2 separate regions of the Sus scrofa genome follow, and region 1 is linked to region 2. Evidence: chromatin contacts called from public Hi-C data. All regions are on one chromosome and are shown on one strand. The core of a region is the stretch at or near the end of the contact, and the rest is flanking DNA. Distances in the headings are between cores, read along the strand shown.

Region 1 (4,490 bases), core at 1,802-4,301, 210 kb before region 2:
AGGCAACCTCTGTACATACTCCTTCGTGATTACAATATCTATTAGAAGGATATTTAAATTTTGTTTTGTTTTGATCATCAGCAAAGACATATTATGTATTTTTCGGTGTCTGTCTTCTCTCTTTCGAATCTAGCACCACACTGCAGCAATTTTTATCTGCTTTGTTCACTAACAGACTCCCTATATTTAAAACAGTACTATCATGGACTTGGAGAATAGACTTGTGGCTGCCCGGGGGGAGAGGAAGGGAGTGGGAGGGATCGGGAGTTTGGGGTTATCGGATGCAAACTATTGCTCTTGGAATGGATTTACAATGAGATCCTGCTGAGTAGCATTGAGAACTATGTCTAGATAATTATATCGCAACAGAACAAATGGTGGAAAAATATGTCTACATGTAAGTGTAACTTGGTTCCCATGTTGTACAGTGGAAAAAAATAAAAATAAATTTAAAAAAACAATAAATCTGGCCATTCTGAGTGTATCATGGTAAAAAAAATAAAATAAAATAAAGTGAATAAAACAGTACCTATCACACAGGAGGTGCTCAATAAATAGGTATTGAATGAATGAATATAGCTTGTGGCCAACATCTCTCCCCAGTGACTTACCCTGCCCCTCTCCTGGCTGAATAATCTGGATCTCAGAATATACCAAGTCTCCTTCTTTGAGATGCACTGGGAAGGGAAAAAAAAGCAATATTTTCTTAACCATGAATGTTTATTGTGACTGTCCAGGTTTGGGATACTAGGAGACCAGAGGCCTTTGCCAGGCCTCAAAACCCATTATCTTTCCCTGGCTTAAGCCAAGAGCAGATTCCTCCCAGGGACTCCTCACCATTGCTGTACAACTGTTGAAGCTCCACCGAGGCAGGACATTTGGGAGGGGGAGGCTCCCCTGGGCCCAGAGTAAGGGGGCTCCTGTGAGACAGAGAAACACATGTTTATCCTTGAAACATTATAATGTGTGTGAGAATTGGACAGACAAACAGAAAAGGATGGGGCGATGTCAGCTGAACAAAGCCAGAAGAATCTCTGACATGATAGAAACAATCAAATCTTGGATAGAATGGTCACTGGCAATTGGTTAAAAAATCCAGCCTGGGGTTCCCATCATAGCTCAGAGGAAACGAATCTGACAGGCATCCATGAGGACGCAGGTTCAATCCCTGGCCTCACGCAGTGGGTTAAGGATCCAGTGTTGCCGTGAGCTGTGGTATAGGCTGGCAGCAACAGCTCTGATTTGACCCCTAGCCTGGAAACCTCCGTATGTCCCGGTTCTGGCCCTAAAAAGACAAAATAAATAAATAAATAAATAAATAAATAAACAAATAAATAAATAAATAATCCAGCCTCCTCATCAGGAGTAGTGACTTCACATCATTCTGTCTGGACCATTCAAGAAGGCATTAGACGTAATCCATGCTCCTAGTTCCAAACTGTAACCTAAGGCTGAAACACTGCCACAGGCAGAAGAGGAAGACCATATTTTCCAAACCAAATTAAAAAACATAAAATCCGATGAGTATATGAGCACACGGAGGCAAAAAGAAGATTATTACAAATTGAGGCACCTCTGGAAAGTCTAGAACCAATCGTCATTTTATACATAGTTATAGTAATACATTATCTAACTATAGGACTACCTGTACCAGAAATATTCTGTGCCAACCTAGAAAATCTATAACCTTTGGCGGCATCCATTTAGATGAAGGGATCAATATCAAATAAGAACTAACCTAAATACACGTAAAATCCATTACACAAACTATTAGAAAGCTCCTGGGAAGCTGCGATTGTGGCCATTTCAAGGAATGAGAAAGTGGGAGCAGCTAACCACAGGGACATAGAGAAATCACTTGGCCTAATTCTGCAGCTCTGCAATTCTGTATCTTTTATTCTTACAACCTCACCTGGTTGTGTCTCCCAGTAAACCATCTCCTGCAAAATAAAGCAAAGGCAGATTTGGGTCAGCAGGGGGAGCTCTTTCTCAAATATTTCACACACAGTTGCTTGCCTAAGAGAGATCACCAGAAAAAAATCATTTCAAACATGGGCCCTGTCTCGAATTCCCATGAAAATGATGTGAAAAAGAATTGAACAAAGCATATAATTTGCTTGGGACTGGACTACACATTCCTGGATTGAATATGCAATTATCTGAGACTTGATTAAGGGTTTAAGGCTGTGTTAAAATACTACGTATAACCAAACTGTCTTTCTTTCAGAGCAGTGAGGGGCTATAGGTGGATTTGCAGGTGCATCTGTGGTTTTGCCTAGAGGAAGCTCAAGTTCCGACATGGGCTTGCTAAGGAGGCTCATGGTTAGAGGCCCACGGCTTCTGCATCCAGCCCAATGCAAGGCACACGGATGGTGTCCAGAAGGACATGGTGAGGTAAATTGAATTGAATTAAACCAAGAAACAGAGATGAAGGATGTGGATAATTGTTCTCAAGCTGAACATGTTTCTGTGCCTGTCTTGTACACCAGGTTTTCTGGCATCTGAAGCTAGCCTGACCTGGGCTAAGGCAAGAAGCCATTGGAAGCACATGGCAGGTGGTACCTGGGATAAATTCTCTCCCCTGGGTAGAGGGGGAGCCAGCAGGCTGGCTTGTGGAGAGCACGGCCATTGGAATACAAGATGATGGGTTCAGGCTTCGACTCAGGGAAGTCTCTGAGGAAGAAGAAGGGTAGAGGTTAGCCAGCTCCCATTCTCAGTCATTTCTTCATAGGGCCTTTCAGTTTATTTTGATCGTCCACTTGCGAGGGATGTACAATGGGCTGAAGTACCCAGTTGGCCAGTCCGTTGGAACCAAAGAAACTACCCAAGGAAACTGTTAAAAAGTGTTTTAACATTAAAGTTAAAAGTAAAATATTTAAAGTAACATTAAAGTTAAAAGTAAAATGTTTATTTCCTCCCTACATTTCACTTGAGGCTTCGTAAACCAGATTAGAAATCTGCTAATCTGAAACTGCCATCTGAAGAAAGGGTGTGAGTGTGTCTGTGAGTGTTGGGGTGGTGAGGGGGGGAATGGTGGTGTGGGAGTTACCAAGGCTGCGATAAGCTGGGGTGTCTAAGGCAGAGATAGGGCGTGGACTCTGGCAAAGGTAAGAGAGAACACAAACCTGGTTTCCTCTGGTGCCAGCAGTAAAACAGCAGGGCCACAGCCAGAAGAAGAAAGCTGAGTGTCCCCCCAGTGGCACCCGCAGCCACGAGGCCTCTTCTGTTCCCTGGCATACCTGGAGGGGAAAAGCCTGTATCAGCCTCAGGGAGTGGGGTCTAGGGCCTGGAATTGCCAGGAATCCCTGGAAACTTTCCTCAGCCTGGCTGGTGTCCTGATCCCTGGGAGAGGGAGGAATCTAAAAGCTAGGACTCATGGGGGCTGTTGAGGACTATATCAGGGCTGATGTGACACAGGAAGCTGGTTTCTGTGTATGGGCAGCACAGAGCCTGAATGTGACAGGAAGTGACTCACTGTGAAGGGGTTGAAGGCAAGAGTCTGGGTGGATTGTGGCAAAAGGAAGAAAAGGTAGCCAGCTCCCTGCACCAACCCACAGACATCATTTCAGAAATTAACATTTGAGGGGAAGTCTATGCCTATGTATTTATCTCTTTATTTGTCTATGTATCTATTTATGTATCTCTATGTATCTGTCTATGTATCTATCCGTCTATCTATCCTGTATTCTTGTAATCTGGCCTTTTAGAAATTTCCCCCAGACATCTGGAAAGATGTTAAGTGCCTAACTTGGGAACAGCAGCCTGCCTGAGAAAAAAAGGAATATCACTGCTGATTAGGGCACTAGTTGAGCCAGCAATAACTCATAGATTGTTCTTCTTAAATATATGTATATATATAGACACCACAACAGAAACGACACCAGATTCATTCCCCATAGAAGACTGAGTCTTATGTGCTTTGAAGGTAAGGTGGGAAAGAAACTGACAGAAGATATAAACTAAATTGTTGGAGAATTCTGATTTTTCCATTAGATCAATTCTCTAAGATAAGGATGTCTTCTCTCATCACTCCTATTCAACATAGTTCTAGAAGTCCTACCTGGAGCAATTAGGAGAGGAAAAAAATAATAAAAGGCAGCCAAATTAGAAAGTAGAAAGAAAAATTGTTTCCGCAGATGACATGATCTTATATAAAGAAAATCATAAACACTCCACAAAAATATCTGTTAGATTTAATAAATGAATTTAGTAGAGTTGTAGGATACAAATCAACATGCAAAAGTCAGTTGTGTTTCTATACAATAACAATGAATTAGCTGAAGAAGAAATAAAGGGAAAAAAATCCTATCATCGATAGCGTCAAAAAAACAATTCCTACCAGTAAATTTAACCAAGAAGGTGAAAGATCTATACATTGAAAACTGTAAGATATTGTTGAAGAAAACTGAAGACACAAATATATGGAAAGATACCCTGTGTTTGTGGATTGAAGAATTAATGTTGTTAAAATGTCCATACTATTCAAAGCC
Region 2 (4,674 bases), core at 1,402-3,901:
GAAAAAGGGATTTTTTTTTTTTTTTGGCCACACCCTTGGCATGCTGAAGTTCCCAGGCCAGGGACTGAACCCTCGCCACAGCAGTAACAGGAATCACATCAGTGAAAAATGCCCAAGACTCCCAAGAGGGATTTTTTAAAATATCTGGTGAAAGGACTTTTCCCATAATTGTGTGATTTTTAAAATACTTTGATCACACTTATCATTTTTTTTTTAAGTTTTCTTTGTGTCAGTCTGGTAGAGCATCTGTGAGTATTTAAAAGAATGTGAATTCTCTGTTACTACAATCAAAAATTCAATGTATATTCATTAGGAACTCCTTATTAATCATATCATTGGAATCTCATGCATCCTTATATTTTATCTACTTGCTCTGCTGTGGGTCTACAGGCATCATTTGTTAATGTCATTGTGATTAAGTTTATTTCTCCTTCCATTTCCTGCAGTCTGTGTGCCAAGTATTTTGATGGCCTGATATTTAATTACAAAGATTTATGAGGCTTAGAGCTCTCTCCTAGATTTTAGCCTTTTCCACTTTCATTCAGTGCTTTTTGCCTCGATATGTCTTCGCTTGGTCTTGTAAGGTGTCAGCAGGGTTGGTTTCTAGTGAGGCCTCTCTCCTGGGCTTGCAGAAGGCCATGGTCTTCCTGTGTCTTCCCATGGTCTTCTGTCTGTATGTGTCTGTGTGCATCTTACAAGGACATTGGTCATATGGGGATTATAGCCCACCCTAGTACTCTCCCTTTAACTTAATTGCCTCTTTAAAGATCCTCTCTCTACACATTCTGACGTCCTAGGGGTTAGGACTTCAAAAAATGAATTTTGAGAATATACGACTCAGCCCATAGTAAGCTTCCTCTGTTATCTCATATTTGATCAATTTAAAGCTTAGTCAGGAGTTCTCATTGTGGCGCAGTGGTTAACGAATCCGACTAGGAACCATGAGGTTTTGGGTTCGGTCCCTGCCCCTTGCTCAGTGGGTTAACGATCCGGCGTTGCCATGAGCTGTGGTGTGGGTTGCAGACACAGCTCGGATCCAGCGTTGCTGTGGCTCTGGCATAGGCTGGTGGCTGCAGCTCCGATTCGACCCCTAGCCTGGGAACCTCCATATGCCGCGGGAGCAGCCCAAGAAATAGCAAAAAGACAAAAAGAAAAGAAAAGAAAGCTTAGTCAGAGTTCCTGTTGTGGTTCAGTGAGTTAAAAACTTGACTAGTATCCATGAGGATGGGAGTTGATCCTTGGCCTCGCTCAGTGGGTTAAGAATCTGGTGTTGCCACAAGCTATAGCATAGGTTGCAGATGTGGCTCAGATCCTGCATTGCTGTGGCTGTGGCATAGGCCGGCAGCTTCAGCTCCAATTGGAGCCCTAGCCTTTGAACTTCTATATGCCACAGGTGTGATTGTAAAAGAGAAAAAAAATAAAGCTTACTTATGACCGCCTAACATCTAATTGCAGTAGCCTGGTATAACTCCCCATTCTTTCCTCCTCTGCAGCATTAGACGTAGTCTGCAACCTTATATTTCTGGCAAATCTCTCCCCAGTTCCCACAAATCTCTCAGGGCTCAAGCCTACTCCAACCTCACATTTGCTCTCTCCTTTGTGGATTTCTTTATCCTTTGGATGAATTGTTTCTCAGGAACTGGTTCTTCCCTCTAGCCTTCCTACTCTCAAGCATCCCATTGCAGTTCCCGCCGTGGCTCAGCCGTTAATGAATCCAACTAGGAACCATGAAGTTGAGGGTTCGATCCTTGACCTCGCTCGGTGGGTTAAAGATCCGGTGTGGCCATAAGCTGTGGTCTAGGTCTCAAGCATGGCTCAGATCTGTTGTTGCTGTGGCTGTGGTGTAGGCCGGTGGACCCCTAGCCTGGGAACCTCCATATGCCGCAGGAGCAGCCCTAGAAAAGACAAAAAGACAAGAAAGAAAAAAAAAAAAAAGAATCCCATCTCTATCAGAGCATAACTATGGCTTCTATGCAAATAATATAAAAATCTGTATCCTCTAGGGATTTCCCACTGTGGCACAGTGGAAACGAATCTGACTAGTATCCATGAGGATGTGGGTTTGACCCCTGGCCTTGCTCATTGGGTCAGAGATCTGGCATTGCTGTGGCTGTGGTGTAGGCCAGCAGCTCTAGCTCTGACTCAACCGCTAGCCTGGAGCTTCCAGATGCTTGGGGTGTGGCCCTAAAAAGCAAAAAAAGAAAAATTATGTACCCTAACGTCTCTCCTGATCTCCATGTTTTAAAGGATTATCTCACTATTTGAAATTTGTCCATGCATTTCAGTCTTCTCAACTTAACCCATCCAAAATCAAAACCCCCTTCTTCCATAGAACTAGTTCCCTTCCTCTTGTCCTATTTCTGTCATAAATTTCAACATTCTCTCACTTTCCCCAGCCACCATCTCTGAGTCACTGCTATTCTTCCCCTTTCCTTGTCTCCAATCAATAAAGACACCCTTTGTCACTACCTTTTATTCTAGATTCTTGTAAATATTCCTTCATCATAACCCTCCCCTCTTTCGTATATCACTGTCACTCTCAGAGAAGCATTCCTATCAGTCTGGAAGCTAAGATTCTCTCTCAGGAGGTCAGGGAGTCTGTGATCCATTCCATTTCAAATCTGTGACCTCTGAGCCCTGTGGGACATGCAGACGGGCTACTGAAACCTTCTCATGCACAGAGAACAGTCCCTTAGGGTGAGTGAATCTCCACCCTTGACTCACACACAGACACTTTCACTCTGCATGAGAGCAGGCACTCCTGTGTGTTGAGGTGGGAGCTGATTGAAACTGTTTTCCGAGCAATCAGATCTCTAACTCATATCCCACCACCTCCTTGAGAACTTCCACTCTCTCACAGAGTTGGTTTCAGCGAGCAAGGCAGAAAAATCAATCAAAACACCTCTCCTGGGTGTGGAGAAAAGGGTACCCTCCTACACTGTTGGTGGGAATGTAAATTGGTACAACCACTATGGAAAACAGTATGGAGGTACCTTAGGAAACTAAATGTAGAACTACCATGTGATCCAGCAATCCCACTCCTGGGCATATATCTGGACAAAACTTTCCTTGAAAAAATATGTGCACCTGTATGTTGATTGCGGCATTATTCACAGTAGCCAAGACTTGGAAACAACCTAAAAGTCCATCAACAAATGAATAGATTAAAAAGATGTGGTATATATACACAATGGAATATTATTCAGCCATAAAAAAGAACAAAGTAATGCCATTTGCAGCAACATGGATGGAACTAGAGACTCTCACACCAAGTGAGATACATCAGAAAGAGAAAGACAAATACTATATGATGTCACTTATGTCTGGAATCTAATACACAGCACAAATGAATCTTTCCACAGAAAAGAAACTCATAGACTTGGAGAACAGACTTGTGGTTTCTGGGGGATGGGGAAGGAAGGGAATGGGATGGACTGGGGTTTTAAGGTTAATAGACGCAAACTTGCATTTGGAATGGTTAAGCAATGAGATCCTGCTGTGTAGCACAGGGAACTATATATCTAGTCACTTATGATGGAACACGCTGGAGAATAATGTGAGAAAAAGAATGTATCTATATGTGTGACTGGGTCACTTTGCTGTACAGTAGAACTTAACAGAACGCTATAAACCAACTATAATGGAAAAAATAAAAATCACTAAAAAGAAAAAATTTTTTTTAAAAACACCTCTCTTCTCCTTTTCCTAACACTAGATGATAAAATAAGCAGCCAGATATGAATAGAGGAAACTTGTCCTGCCAAGGTATCCTGTTACTCAGTTTTTTGAAGAGGTGGCCTGAAGTTAAGCTGCCCTTTTGTGTCGGGCTGACCGTAACTACCAGCAGCTTCTGTTCTTAGATCCTGGAGCTGATCTGAACAGACGTGCCTTTCGCCCATGCAAAAGGAGAGACTAGGCATTCTTCACCAGATCCTTGTCCTCATTACTCTGCGAGCAAACTGAGCTGAATTGACACGCAAAAGGAAAGTGATGCTTTCAGTGCTAAATTTCTGCTGGAATGTTCAGAACTGATATATCAACTGCTAATGCTTCAGAGGTGTTGTTATTAAACTTCTAATTATATAACATGCATGGCCTGAGGTACAGAGTGAGAAAGATGAGTCATACAGTGCTTCACTCTGAGGGAATTTCACAATCTAGCATAAGACACATGTATGTAAAGACCTCTTTAAATCCAGTGTGCTGGTGGAGAGAGTGGGATGGACAGGAGTTTCGGGTTAGGAGATGCAAACAATTACATTTAGAATGGATAAGCAATGAGGGCCTACTGTAGAGCAGAGGGAACTATATCCAGCCTCTTGGGATAGAACATGATGAAAGATAATATAAAAAAAGGAATGTATACAGGAATGTAAAAGGAATATATATACGTATATGTGTATGACTGGGTCACTATGCTGTACAGCAGAAATGGGGACAACGTTGTAAATCAACTATACTTTAATAAAAATTCATAAAAAAATAAAATAAATCCAGTGTTCTGACAGAAGTAGAATATCTCATTATTCATTTTGAATTTTATTAAGTTTCTATAAAATTACTGAGTAGTTATCTTAGAGGCTTACTGTGTGCCCACACTGAGATGAGCAACTTTACCAGCTTTGTTACTTTTGACCATCAGAACAGCCCTCTAGGGAAGCTTATGTCCTTTCC

The links. A called contact is a pair of places that touch in the nucleus more often than the background predicts.
Region 1: a Hi-C map of retroperitoneal adipose tissue shows a contact between it and region 2, with 3 times the contacts expected there. The contact joins two enhancer-like sites. A contact is called at or near these places in 12 of 47 Hi-C or Micro-C datasets (embryonic fibroblasts, fetal heart ventricle, fetal liver and 8 more).

What each region holds. Positions count from the first base shown.
Region 1 is chr4:92,558,087-92,562,576 of Sscrofa11.1, reverse strand. FCRL4 (Fc receptor-like protein 4) reads right to left here. Exons shown (of 13, transcript XM_021089615.1): 7 at 3,126-3,239; 8 at 2,563-2,673; 9 at 1,913-1,940; 10 at 838-920; 11 at 612-677. Among named protein-coding and RNA genes, the nearest start is that of FCRL4, 18 kb to the right of the region's middle. Within about 2 kb of position 3,051, at least 12 of the 83 cell types and tissues checked have an H3K27ac peak or open chromatin away from gene starts, as enhancers often do. A contact at or near this core is called in retroperitoneal adipose tissue, where this site is marked.
Region 2 is chr4:92,342,563-92,347,236 of Sscrofa11.1, reverse strand. No RefSeq gene overlaps it. Among named protein-coding and RNA genes, the nearest start is that of CD5L, 50 kb to the left of the region's middle. Within about 2 kb of position 2,651, at least 3 of the 83 cell types and tissues checked have an H3K27ac peak or open chromatin away from gene starts, as enhancers often do. A contact at or near this core is called in retroperitoneal adipose tissue, where this site is marked.